2 separate regions of the Pan troglodytes genome follow, and region 1 is linked to region 2. The links are chromatin contacts, called in public HiChIP or PLAC-seq maps. All regions are on one chromosome and are shown on one strand. Each heading gives the region's core, a stretch centred on a gene start, on an enhancer-like site or on the middle of the called end of the contact. The rest is flanking DNA. Distances are from core to core; before and after follow the strand shown.

Region 1 (6,563 bases), core at 219-2,718, 130 kb after region 2:
GGGACCTCAGGAGGCCATACCTTTACTGAACTGGAGAATGGGAGTGGGGGGAGGAGGGATGGGAGGACCAGAGGAGCAGGAAGGGCTCTGGAGCCTGGTGGTGAGGTCGCTGGAGGGTGGCAGGCTGAGGACACCAGGGCGAGGGCCCACGGGAGAGGCCTCCTGAGCTGGGCTGAGGACAGAGAGGAAGGGACCTGGCTGGGGACTGAGAGGCTGGAGGGCAGGGCAGAGGAGGAGGAACCTGGTCTGGCCCCACAGCTGGGTGGGGCCCCCCTGGAGAGGAACTGCCGGAAGAAGGTGCTGAGCTCAGAGGCCCAGTGACCTTAGACACAGGCGGAGCGAAGACAAGGGGGCTAGAGGATGTGGGTTCTCAGTCACAGGGTCTCTGGCGCCCCCCTCTGGGTCTTTACCCCCTCCCATCTCTGGGTCTCTGTCCCCACTCTCTCTCTGGGTCTTTGCTTTCCGAGCCTCTGTTCCCACCCCACCTTTGGCCCTCTTTCTCTGGGCCTCTTTCCACCCCTGGCACCCAGACCTCTGGCCCCCTCTCTCTGGGTCTCTGTCCCCCGCTCTGGATCTCTGGCCCCCCATCTCTCTCTGGGTCTGTCCCCCCACCCTGAGTTTCTGTCCCCCTCTCTCTGGGTCTCTGTCCTCTCTCTGGCTGTCACTCTCTCTTGGGTCTCTGTACCTCCCCTCTCTCTGGGTCTCTTTCCCTCTCCCCGGTCTCTGTCCCCCGCCCCCGGGTCCCTGTCCCCCGCCCCCGGGTCCCTGTCCCCCCAACCCCAGGTCTCAGTCCTCCCTAGTCTCTGTCCCCTTCTCTCTGAGTCCCTGTCCCCCCTCTCTCTGGGTCTCTGTCCCCCCTTCTCTGGATCTCTGTCCCCACCTCTCTCTGGATATCTGTCCCCCACTCTGGATTTCTGTCCCCTCCCGCCGGATCCCTCTGAGTCTCTATCCCCCCCACCCCCGTGTCTCTGTACCTCCCTGCCTCTGTCCCCCCCCACCTCTGTCCCCCCCCCCCCCCTCTGGGTCTCTTTTCCCCTCCCTCTGGGTCTCTGTCCCCCTCTCTCTAGGTCTGTCCCCCTCCCCTCTCTCTCAGGGTCTCTGTACCCCTCTGTCTCCGGGTCTGTTTTTCCCTCTCTCTGGGTCTCTGTCCCCCTGCCCAGGTCTCTGTCCCCCTCTCTCTCAGGGTCTCTGTCTGAGTCTCTTTTTCTCTGGGCCTCTGTCTCCCCACCCCACATTCTCTATGGTCTTCAGATCCTGTCTCTCTCAGCCCCTCCTCTCCCTCCACCTATGGGCCCCAAGGCCCCTCTCGGCCGACCAAAGGTCTCTGGGCTGAGGTATGACATTTGGTAAATGAGTAACTCGGGCCCCACAGTCAACGGGGTGCTTTGGATGGCTGCCCCTCCTCCATGGACTCTTCCCAGAGACCCCAAGTCAGGGGAGAGAGAGGGGCAGAGGATCAATGAGTGTACACTGAGCCACCACCCAGAGTGAGGGGACAATATGGCCACAGGCAGGATCCCAGAAAAAAAAAAATTATGGGAACCAAAAAGACACGGAGACAAAGCACACAGCCGGCTTCCAACAAGGGGGGACCTTGGGGTAGGGGGCCCGATTTGGGTCTGAGCCAGGTCTAGTTCTGAGGGTCCCACCAAAAAAGTCGGGGAGTGCCAAGGGGATGAGGTCAGCGAGTGGCCCCACCCCCATCCGTCCCCGCGGGGGCCCCTTCCCGCGCTGAGCTCAGCATGACTCAGCAGTCGCTGCCTGCAACAAGGACCCCAGATACCGGCCTGGCGGGGCATCTGCAGATCCCCTCGGTCAGGGGCTGCCCCGCCTGGGCTGTTCGAAGCAGCTCCTCTGTAGGGCAGGGCCTGACCTCACCCCACACCCCAGTGGCTTCAGCTCCCTGCCCAGCGCACGGGCTGCCTCCATCAGGGCACTTAAGTAGAGTCAAGGTTTGCGCCGACTCCGTCTCCCAGAAATCAACGTGGACCAGGCCCACTTAAAAAATATGCATTAGTCGAAGACAGACGTCTCGTCCATAGGTCCCCAGACTGTTTGTCCACAACGCAGGGCTTCTCTTTGTGGGCCTGAAAGAGCACACGTCAGGCAAGACACGAGGGCAACTTCAGAGACACTGTTCAGGGCCACGGAGAATTCTCGAAGTCTGTGAGTTGCCTCCAAAACAGCCTCCAGGAAATGCAATCCCAGAGACACCGCAAAGCTCAAAACACACTTTTCATTCCTCCCCATTTCCACTCCCAGAAAAAGCCTGGGCCCCTGAAAGAGCTCCAAGGTATCCCCAAAGTCCCAGCCCATCTTTGGAGGGTTCCAGAGGGCTGTCCAGGGTTCCAGAAGTCACCCTACCTCATACAATGCTCCCCCTGGGCTTCCCGCACTGGGTGAAACCCACGGCTCCAGAATAACTGCCCTTTCCAACTTGCAGAGCACCTCAAGAACCTAAAGATTTCCCCGGGGAGGGCTCCAAAATATAGAGAGTTTGCATCGTGAACCCCCACCTCTGTAAATCCCAGGACTCCAGTCCCCGCAACACTCCATCTTCCAGAGATCTCCAGGGGTCCAGAAATAACACCTCACAGCCTTCCAAGCTTCCCAAGGATCCGGAGACTCCTTATCTTGCAGCGCAAACCTCAGGCAACTACAGGTCCTCCCTGCACCTTTGAGGTGCCCCTCCCCCCACTCAAGGTTCCAGAAAAATCCATGCCCTCGGAAACCCCAGAATCTTACTTTCCGGAGGCACCCCCAGGACCCCAGGGTCATCAGTTCACAGGGCTGTTAGTGCTCCCATAAAACTCTAGCCTCCCAGAGGGACCCCAGCCCCCACCCTCCCGCCCACGAACCCCTGCATTTCCAGAATCAGCCCCAGGGCCCCAACCCCCCCAAGCCCCCCAAGCCCCCATTTCACAACACGCTGGCGCTACAGGCGCGTGACTTCCCCTTGCTTTGGGGCGGGGGGCTGAGACTCCTATGTGCTCCGGATTGGTCAGGCACGGCCTTCGGCCCCGCCTCCTGCCACCGCAGATTGGCCGCTAGCCCTCCCCGAGCGCCCTGCCTCCGAGGGCCAGCGCACTATAAAAGAAGCCGCCCTAGCCACGTCCCCTCGCAGTTCGGCGGTCCCGCGGGTCTGTCTCTTGCTTCAACAGTGTTTGGACGGAACAGATCCGGGGACTCTCTTCCAGCCTCCGACCGCCCTCCGATTTCCTCTCCACTTGCAACCTCCGGGACCATCTTCTCGGCCATCTCCTGCTTCTGGGACCTGCCAGCACCGTTTTTGTGGTTAGCTCCTTCTTGCCAACCAACCATGAGCTCCCAGATTCGTCAGAATTATTCCACCGACGTGGAGGCAGCCGTCAACAGCCTGGTCAATTTGTACCTGCAGGCCTCCTACACCTACCTCTCTCTGGTGAGTCCCCAGGACGCCCCTGGCCCTAATTTCGTCCAGCTGCGCACCTCCGGCCCTCACTGCACGCGCCAGCCTTCTTTGTGCGGTCGGGTAAACAGAGGGCGGAGTCCCCTTGGCCTCGCCCCCCGCTAACCATTGTTGCCTCCATCTCTTCCCGTAGGGCTTCTATTTCGACCGCGATGATGTGGCTCTGGAAGGCGTGAGCCACTTCTTCCGCGAATTGGCCGAGGAGAAGCGCGAGGGCTACGAGCGTCTCCTGAAGATGCAAAACCAGCGTGGCGGCCGCGCTCTCTTCCAGGACATCAAGGTAACTAGTGTGTGGGTAATGGACTACATCTCCCAGCAGGCCGTGCGCGCGAGGAGCCTTGATTTGAGGGCTTAGGTGTCGCGTGGGCTTCTGGGAGATTGAGTTCGGTCTTGTGAGCCCTCTTAACCGCTGGAAATAGAGGCGCACCTCGTGCAGTGCCCACAAGACGCGGCAGTCCACACCGCTGCATGGTCTTAGGGACGTATAGCTGTAAGAGCTAGGACAGGGTGCGGAGAGTGATAAATACAAGCTGTCACATGTCTTTGTGGCCTGGGCCTCTGACCCCCAACGACTCTTGGGAAATGTAGTTTTAGTTCTATGTGCCGAGTGTGCGTATTCTGAGCCATTTCTCCCTTCTGTATAGAAGCCAGCTGAAGATGAGTGGGGTAAAACCCCAGACGCCATGAAAGCTGCCATGGCCCTGGAGAAAAAGCTGAACCAGGCCCTTTTGGATCTTCATGCCCTGGGTTCTGCCCACACGGACCCCCATGTACGTACCCGCTGCATCCATGGCTACCCAACCATACCCCTCAAGCCTCTGCTCCCTTTGGGCAAATTTCCTTCAGAGCCTCATTTCACACCTGTCACATTTTAATCTGCAACTGGCTGCTCTCTCTCCCTCTTTTCCAGGGATTGGGTTTCTAATTTCTCCCTCTTCTCTCTCAGCTCTGTGACTTCCTGGAGACTCACTTCCTAGATGAGGAAGTGAAGCTTATCAAGAAGATGGGTGACCACCTGACCAACCTCCACAGGCTGGGTGGCCCGGAGGCTGGGCTGGGCGAGTATCTCTTCGAAAGGCTCACTCTCAAGCACGACTAAGCCTTCTGAGCCCAGCGACTTCTGAAGGGCCCCTTGCAAAGTAATAGGGCTTCTGCCTAAGCCTCTCCCTCCAGCCAATAGGCAGCTTTCTTAACTATCCTAACAAGCCTTGGACCAAATGGAAATAAAGCTTTTTGATGCAGCTGGTGGTTTTGTGTGTGGTGTGGAAGATGAGGTGGGATCTGTTCTCATAAAGCTTCTGGCTGGGTTGGGATGCCAGTGAAAGAGGAGTTGGCCCCATCTCCCATTTTCTTACCTGTCCTAAGACAAGAGGCTATCTGGGTAGTGTTGAACCTGAGGGTTCTCTGCTTGCCTGGCTGTTAACTGTCCCTCCCAGATGGTAGAGATAGACTCCAGGGAGTTGAATTAAGACCTAGGTTGGTACCTAGAAACAGACGTTAGGTCTCAGCCAGAAACAGCCCTATTTAACGAGTGATTATGGGGCCGGGTGGGTCGCTCACCTGATGTCAGGAGTTCGAGACCAGCCTGACCAACATGAAGAAACCCCGTCTCTACTAAAATACAAAGTTAGCTGGGTGTGGTGGCTCATACCTGTAATCCCAGCTAGTCAGGAGGTTGAGGTAGGAGAATCACTTGAACCTGGGAGGCGGAGGTTGCAGTGAGCTGAGATGGCGTCATTGCACTCCAGCCTGGGCAAAAAGAGTGGAACTCCCATCTCAAACAAAAAACATGTCTGCCTCACGGAAGTTGCGGTGAGCTGAGATGGTGCCACTGTGCTCCAGCTTGGGCAACAGAGTAAGACTCTGTCTCAAAAAAGAAAAAAGCCTCAATTCTGGGAGGCAGTTGGAATTATTAGGCCCTTTATATGGGCACATTGACGCTATTGCTATGCAACTTGCATGGCAACCAGGAGGCTCACTGAGGTCTTTGCTCCAGAGTTTAGAGATTACGGCCCGAGCTTGAGTGATCCCAATGTGAGGCGCACACTGAGAGGAACTGGCCAGTGGAGCTGAGCAGCCAGGAACACGTGATGCCCAAGCAATGCTGGACAAGGGGTTTAGGGTTCATCACAGAAATGGGATGTGAAACTTTGGGCCGGATTCTCCAAATGGGAACTGAAGAAGCTTAAAACAGGCCTTAAAAAGCACTTGCTGTGTCCAAGCTGCAAAACTGCTGTGTCAGCTCTGACTCTTCCCCTTCTCCTTCCCCTGGGGCTGGGGCAGGGTGGTTCAAGCCTGTAATCCCAGCACTTTGGGAGGCCAAGGCAGGAGGATCACTTGAGCCCAGGAGGTTGGGACCAGCCTAAGCAACATAGGGGGACCCCCCATTCTCTAAAAAAAAAAAAATAAATTTAACCAGGTGTGGTGGCACGTGCCTATAGTCCCTGTTACTTGTGAGGCTGAGGCGAGAGGATCACTCGAGCCTGGGAGGTTGAGGCTGCAGTGAGCCATGATTGCTCCATTGCACTCCAGTCTGGGATTCAGAGGGAGAGACCCTGTATCAAAAAAAGAAGTGGCCAGGCGCGGTGGGTCACACCTGTAATCCCAGCACTTTGGGAGGCCGAGGCGGGCAGATCACCTGAGTTTAAGAGTTTGGAGACCAGCCTGGCCAACAACGTGAAACCCCGCCTCTACTAAAAATACACAAATTAGCCCGGTGTAGTGGCGTGCTCCTGTAGTCCCAGCTACTCAGGGGGCTAAGGCAGGAGAATTGCTTAAACCCAGGAGGCAGAGGTTACAGTGAGCTGAGACGAGATTGCTCTCCACTGCACTCCAGCCTGGAAGCAAGGTGAGACTCTTGTCTCAAAAAAACAAAACAAAACAAAACAAAAACCATCCTGGCCAACATGGTGAAACCCCATCTCTACTAAAAATAAAAAAATGAGCTGGGCGTAGTGGCGGGCGCCTGTAATCCCAGCTACTCTGGAGGCTGAGGCAGGAGATTCACTTGAACCCAGGAGGCGGAGGTTGCAGTGAGCCAAGATCATGCCACTGCACTCCAGCCTGGTGACAGAGCGAGACGCCGTCTCAAAAAAAAAAAAAAAAAAAAAGCTAC
Region 2 (6,607 bases), core at 1,561-4,060:
CACTCCAGCCTGGGCAACAGGAGCAAAACTCTCTTAAAAAAAAAAAAAAATTAGCCGGGCATGGTGGCGCACACCTGTAATCCCAGCTACTCGGGAGGCTGAGATAGGAGAATGGCTTGAACCCGGTAGGCTGAGGTTGCAGTGAGCCGAGATCACACCACTGCACTCCAGCCTCAGTGACACTTACAAAAAAAAGAGACAGAAAAATCAGTTCCAGTTGACCCACTTTGAGGGACTTATTCATTTCCATCCACATGTTAAATGTGCTAAGAGCCTTGGAGAGGTGTGACAGAAGGAACATGTGACCTGCCCATCAGTCACAGAAGACCTTGTGTGTGGAGTGACACTGGGTGGAAACCTTTGACGAGTCCAGCGGAGCCAGGAGAGGAAGGAAAAGTAGAGGGAAAGGCATATGCAAATGGCTGGAGGAGAACAAAGAACTGGTCATTAGCGGAGATGGGGGTAGGAACAGGAACTCGGCTTACCTTCACATCATCTTCCTGAGTCACATCACAGAGGATAAAGACAGCTCCAGGGAGCTCCTGCTCCAGGGCCCGGCCCCCAGACTCTGCAGGGAGAGAAGAGCTGGGAGCCTGGACCCCTGGGTCTGAGGGAGGAGGGGTTGGGGACTTGGATTCCTGGGTCTGAGGGAGGAGGTGCTGGGGGCCTGGACTCCTGGGTCTGAGGGAGGAGGGGCTGAGGTCTGGACTCCTGGGTCTGAGGAAGTAGGGCCTGGGGGCCTGGACTCCTGGGTCTGAGGGAGGAAGGGCTGGGAGCCTGGACTCCTGGGTCTGAGGGAGGAGGGGCTGGGAGCCTGGACTCCTGGGTCTGAGGGAGGAGGGGCTGGGAGCCTGGACTCCTGGGTCTGAGGGAGGAGGGGCTGGGGGCCTGGACTCCTGTGTCTGAGGGAGGAGGGGCTGAGGTCTGGACTCCTGGGTCCAAGGAAGTAGGGCCTGGGGGCCTGGACTCCTGGGTCTGAGGGAGGAAGGGCTGGGAGCCTGGACTCCTGGGTCTGAGGGAGGAGGGGCTGGGGGCCTGGACTCCTGGGTCTGAGGGAGGAAGGGCTGGGAGCCTGGACTCCTGGGTCTGAGGGAGGAGGGGCTGGGGGCCTGGACCCCTGGGTCTGAGGGAGGAGGGGTTGGGGACTTGATTCCTGGGTCTGAGGGAGGAGGCGCTGGGGGCCTGGACTCCTGAGTCTGAGGGAGGAGGTGCTGGGAGTCTGGACTCCTGGGTCTGAGGGAGGAGGGGCTGGGGGCCTGGACTCCTGGGTCTGAGGGAGGAGGTGCTGGGGGCCTGGACTCCTGGGTCTGAGGGAGGAGGGGCTGGGGGCCTGGACTCCTGGGTCTGAGGGAGGAGGTGCTGGGGGCCTGGACTCCTGGGTCTGAGGGAGGAGGGGCTGGGAGCCTGGACTCCTGGGTCTGAGGGAGGAGGGGCTGAGGTCTGGACTCCTGGGTCTGAGAAAGTAGGGCCTGGGGGCCTGGACTCCTGGGTCTGAGGGAGGAGGTGCCAGAGCCTGGACTCCTGGGTCTGAGGGAAGAGGGGCTGGGAGCCTGGACCCCTGGGTCTGAAGGAGGAGGGGTTGGGGACTTGGATTCCTGGGTCTGAGGGAGGAGGTGCCGGAGCCTGGACTTCTGGGTCTGAGGGAGGAGGGGCTGGGGACCTGGACTCCTGGGTCTGAGGGCAGAGGGGCTGGGGGCCTGGACTCCTAGGTCTGAGGGAGGAGGGGCTGAGGTCTGGACTCCTGGGTCTGAGGAAGTAGGGCCTGGGGGCCTGGACTCCGGGGTCTGAGGGAGGAGGTGCTGGGGGTCTGGACCTCTGGGTCTGAGGGAGGAAGGGCCAGGGTGAGGGCTGAGGGACCGTCACTCACCATCCTTGTCGCAGATAACCACTCGGGCCCCGCTGTCCACTGAGAATAGGAAGGGAACAGGTTACTCTCCGAGCCTTGGTTAAAGCCTCTGCCGCCCTCTTGTGGCCACCTGGATTGGGGCTGATCTCCCTCTCCCCTCGTGACCCCAGTCTCATGATCACCCATAGGACAGAGGGCAGACGCCTTGACACATACTCTCCTTGCCTTGTTTCTGCTGAGGCTCCTGAACCCCCGTTCGTGGCTTCCAGAGCAAACTCCACGACTGACAGAGCCATTCCTCAAACCACTGGTTTTGTAGCTACACCAACAGACCCAGAGAAAGGGGCCACTGCCTTCGGAGACCCTGTCAGACTCAGCCCTAGCCTACAGCGCCACACGCTTACTTTAGCCGGCAAATTGGCTTTTATAATATCAGAATCCTGGCTGCAGTACTGGAGTCCCTATTTTCCGCCCCCATCACCCCGCCCCCATCCTTCCTTTCTCACACTCCACAGCTCCCAGCAGTCAGACCCGGCTCACCGAAGGCGCGCACGATCCCAGCTCCGATGCCGCGCCCGCCCCCGGTCACGACCACCACCTTCCCGGCATAGCGCGTTCCCGTAGCCATCCCGTGTACGTCGGTCTCTCTCTCTCTCTACTCTGGGCCTCTTTCACCTCCAAAGCCCCGTGAGGCCGTCGCATCAAATCCTCAATAGAGGCTGGATCCTGGAAGTCCGGCCTCGGGGGGCGTTGCCAGGAAGGCTAGAGACCTGGAAGTTTGTCCCCAGCCCCTCCTCCCTCAGACACTCCTCTCTTCTCACAGACCCAGGAATCCAGGAGCCCCAGTCCCTCCTCCCACAGACCCGGGAATCCAGAAGCCCCAGTCCCTCCTCCCTCAGACTCGGGAGTCCAGGCCCCCAGCCCCTCCTCCCTCAGACTCGGGAGTCCAGCCTCCCAGCCCCTCCTCCCTCAGACCCGGGAGTCCAGCCTCCCAGCCCCTCCTCCCTCAGACCCGGGAGTCCAGCCTCCCAGCCCCTCCTCCCTCAGACTCGGGAGTCCAGCCTCCCAGCCCCTCCTCCCTCAGACCCAGGAGTCAGGGTCCCAGCCCCTCCTCCCTCAGACCCGGGAATCCTGGCCCAGCCCCCTCCACTCTCAGACCGCGGGATCAGGTTCTCTATCCCTTCTTCCCAGAGACCTATAAGTCCAAGCCCCCTGTCCCTTCCTCTCTCAGGACCCAGGAGTCCACGACTCCAGCTCTGCCCCTCAGAGACCCCAGTGCCACAACCCCAAACAGACAGAAACAAAGCTATTGACTAAAAGTTCAAAGTTTTAATCCAAATTTAGACAGTGTTGAGAAAACCAAACTTTGGCCATAGAAACCATTCCCCTCCCGGGCCCGCAATGGGGACCAGACCACGCCCCCTGATGCCCTGAGTGGTCCCAGATCTCCGGCGGTACCTCCAGACCACGTCCTCGCGCTCCGATTGGCTGCCGCTTTTGGGCGGATTAGAAGCTGGACTGTAGCAGAGTGACTCGCAGAGGCCATGCCCCCTCGTCTTGTGGCAGGACCGGAGGGGCGATCCCGGCATCCCACGCGGGCCCCCAGGGGGTGGGACCTCCTCCACGCCCACTCCCTCGGCGAGAGAACCCCGTGGAACCCGAATTAGCCACCGGGGGAGATCTGGGGGGAGGGGTCTCCTGGCACGTGGGGTCCGAAGGAGGCAGCGGCACACCGGGAAGAGGGTCTCCCTGGGAGTCCAAATTTCCACCTGGAGAGGATGAGTGGGACATGAGAATGGCAAACCTCAGCGCTAGGACTCCGGATTCCCAGCCCCTCCTCCCTCAGACCCAGGACTCCGGATTCCCAGCCCCTCCTCCCTCAGACCCAGGAGTCCAGGCCCCCAGCCCCTCCTCCCTCAGACCCAGGAGTCCAGGCCCCCAGCCCCTCCTCCCTCAGACCCAGGAGTCTGGATACCCCAGTCCAGTCCTCTTTGAGACTCAGTTGTCGGCCCTCTCCCCGCCCCCTGACCTCTTCCTCCCCTCCTCCCAAGTGTCCCGGACCCCAGTCACCTCTTGCCTGAGACCTAAAACTCCCAAACCCTGCCCAACTCTTTACTCACCAAGACAAAAAATTCCCACCGGCCCCCAGACCCCTCCTCTCCAGGACCTGGGATTCCAGGTCTCCAGCTCTCTCCTCCCTAAAACCCAGAAGTCCAACATCCCCAGCCAGTCACCTGTCATCATTCTGTGCCACTGCGACGCCTCAGTAGCCAGGGCTTGGGAGAGGCTGAGAACCCGCTCCCGGTGACCTTCGGAAGTCGGCAAGTAAGGGGTGGTGTTCCTTGGACTAGAAAAAAAAAGAAGATTGGGGGTGGGGGTGTGTACATGGGGGAGAGGTGGGGGATGGTTAATTGGTACAAAAAGAAAAGGATGAATAAGACCTACTATTAGATAGCACAACAGAATGACTATAGTCAATAATAATTTAATTGTACATTTTAAAATAAATTAAAGGGTGTAACTAGATTGTTTATACATCAAAGGGTAAATCCTTGAAAGGGGATGGATACCCTATTCCCGATGATGTGCTTATTTCACATTGCCTGCCTGTATCAAAACATCTCAATTATCTCGTAAATATATGTATACCTAGTATGTACCAACAAAAATGAAAAATTAAAAAAAAAAAAAGCAGGCCAGGTGCGACAGCTTATCCCTGTAATCCCAGCACCTTGGGAGGCCGAGGCGGGCAGATCACTTGAGGTCAGGAGTTCGAGACCACCCTGGCCAACATGGTGAAACCCAGTCTCTACCAAAAAATACAAAAAAGTTAGCCAGGCATGGTGGTGGGTGCCTGTAATTCCAGCTACTAGGGAGGCTGAGGAAGGAGAATCATTTGAACCCAGAAGGCAGAGGTTGCAGTGAACTGAGATCACGCCATTGCACTCCAGCCTGGGAGACAGAGCAAGACTCCGTCTCAAAAAAAAAAAAAAAGTAAAAAATAAAAATAAAAATAAAAAATAAACAGCTGGCACAGTGGGGACCCGGGTACCGCACGTGCCTTTCTGGGAGTTGTAGTTCCTAGCACGTGTCTCTAAAAGATGTTAAACATGGCACCGCCCTCATACCGCCCACATGCATTATGGGATTTGTAGTCCATTCGCGCGTCACTATCACCCAATTTCCTTGATGCAGAAGTAGGATCTGCTATTGACCAAGGGAATTTGGGGAACTAAAGATATCACTACGGATCTAGGGCTTTCTGGTTTTGTTGCAGATGCCCCGGGAACTTAAGCATCTCTAGAAGGGTTGCGATTTGTAGTTCCATATTCAGGAGACTTTAATAATAATGCTACTCCCCTTTGCTTTTGCAAATTTTTTTTTCCTGCTCCCTTGATACGCCCTCCAGTTCCTTACCTACTCCAGGACCCAGAGCTTCTGAGCCATTTCTGGGCTCCCGAGTGTCCTACGACAGGCTGGAAAGGAATTGGGGCATTAGAACTCCTCACCTGGAAGCCCCACGTTCTCATTTTGAGGGTGAAGTGAAGGGGGCTCCAAAAGAGAATGAAATTGCCCAAAAACACTGGCAATGTTTTGTTTTGTTTTTCCTATGCTTCTGTAGGCACTGAATTTTTAAAAATTAATTTATTTTATTTATTCATTTTTTAGAAAGGATGGAGTACAGTGGTGTGATCATAACTCACTGTAGTCTCGACTTCCCAGGCTTGGACTAATCCTGCTTCAGCCTCCTGAGTAAATAGAACTACAGGCTCGCACCACCATGCCTGGCTAATTATTTTTATTTTTATTTTTAGTAGAGACAAGGTCTTGCTATGTTGCCCAGGCTGGTCTCTTACTCCTGCCTCGGCCTCCCAAAGTACTGGTATTACAGGGGTGAGCCATAGCACCCAGTGACTGACAATGTTTAACTTTACCTGTGTTCCTATAAAGCAGCACATGAGTTCAGAAATCCCACCTCCACCACCACCACCTGTGACTTGTCTAAATCCTTTCTATAAAAGTCTAAGGGGCCGGGTCTGGTGGCTCGCACCTGTAATCCCAGCACTTTGGGAGGCCGAGGTGAGCAGATCACTTGAGGTCAGGAGTTTAAGAACAGCCTGGTCAATATGGTGTAAACCCCGTCTCTACTAAAAATACAAAAAAAAAAAAAAATTAGCAGGGTGTGGTGGCATGGGCCTGTAATCCCAGCCACTTGGGAGGCTAAGGCAGGAGAATCATTTGAACCCGGGAGACAGGGGTCGCAGTGAGTCGAGATTCCACCACTACACTCCCTCATGGGCAACAAAGGGAGACTCTGTCTCAAAAAAAGGAAAAAAAAAATCTAAGGGGAGGTTAGGTGCAGTAGCTTACACCTATATTCTTAGCACCTCCTTCCAAGGCAGGAGGATCACTTGAGCTCAGGAGCTTGACACTAGCCTGGCCAACGTGGTAAAAATCTGTCTCTACTAAAAATACAAAAATTGGCTGGATGTAGTGGCATATCCCTGTAGTCCTAGCTACTCGGGAGGCTGAGGCATGAAAATCACTTGAACCCAGGAGGTAGAGGTTGCAGTGAGTGGAGATCGCACCACTGCACTCTAGCCTGGGCGACCTTGTCCCTGAAAAAAAAAGAAAACATCTTTTTTTTTTTTTTTTTTTTTGAGACAGAGTTTCACTCTTGTTGCGCAAGCTGGAGTGCAATGGCAAAATCTTAGCTCACCACAACCTCCACCTCCTGGGTTCAAGCGATTCTCCTACCTC

Evidence for each region. HiChIP or PLAC-seq counts read pairs in DNA pulled down with a chosen protein or histone mark.
Region 1: a contact with region 2 is called in an H3K4me3 HiChIP or PLAC-seq map of stem cell-derived excitatory neurons, with 4 times the contacts expected there. The contact joins the promoter of FTL here to the promoter of HSD17B14 in region 2. A contact is called at or near these places in 1 of 7 Hi-C or Micro-C datasets (stem cell-derived neural progenitor cells) and 1 of 1 datasets of contacts at active chromatin or transcription factors (stem cell-derived excitatory neurons).

What each region holds. Positions count from the first base shown.
Region 1 is chr20:51,903,035-51,909,597 of NHGRI_mPanTro3-v2.0_pri, forward strand. FTL (ferritin light chain) reads left to right here and starts at 1,469. Exons shown (of 4, transcript XM_063802058.1): 1 at 1,469-3,421; 2 at 3,582-3,728; 3 at 4,093-4,218; 4 at 4,395-4,689. The coding sequence starts at 3,320. The coding sequence ends at 4,547.
Region 2 is chr20:51,773,783-51,780,389 of NHGRI_mPanTro3-v2.0_pri, forward strand. It overlaps HSD17B14 (hydroxysteroid 17-beta dehydrogenase 14), which reads right to left and starts at 2,811. Exons shown (of 7, transcript XM_024351533.3): 1 at 2,387-2,811; 2 at 1,868-1,906; 3 at 486-568. The coding sequence starts at 2,474. PLEKHA4 (pleckstrin homology domain containing A4) reads right to left here. Exons shown (of 18, transcript XM_063802045.1): 17 at 4,081-4,193; 18 at 3,156-3,615. The coding sequence ends at 4,110.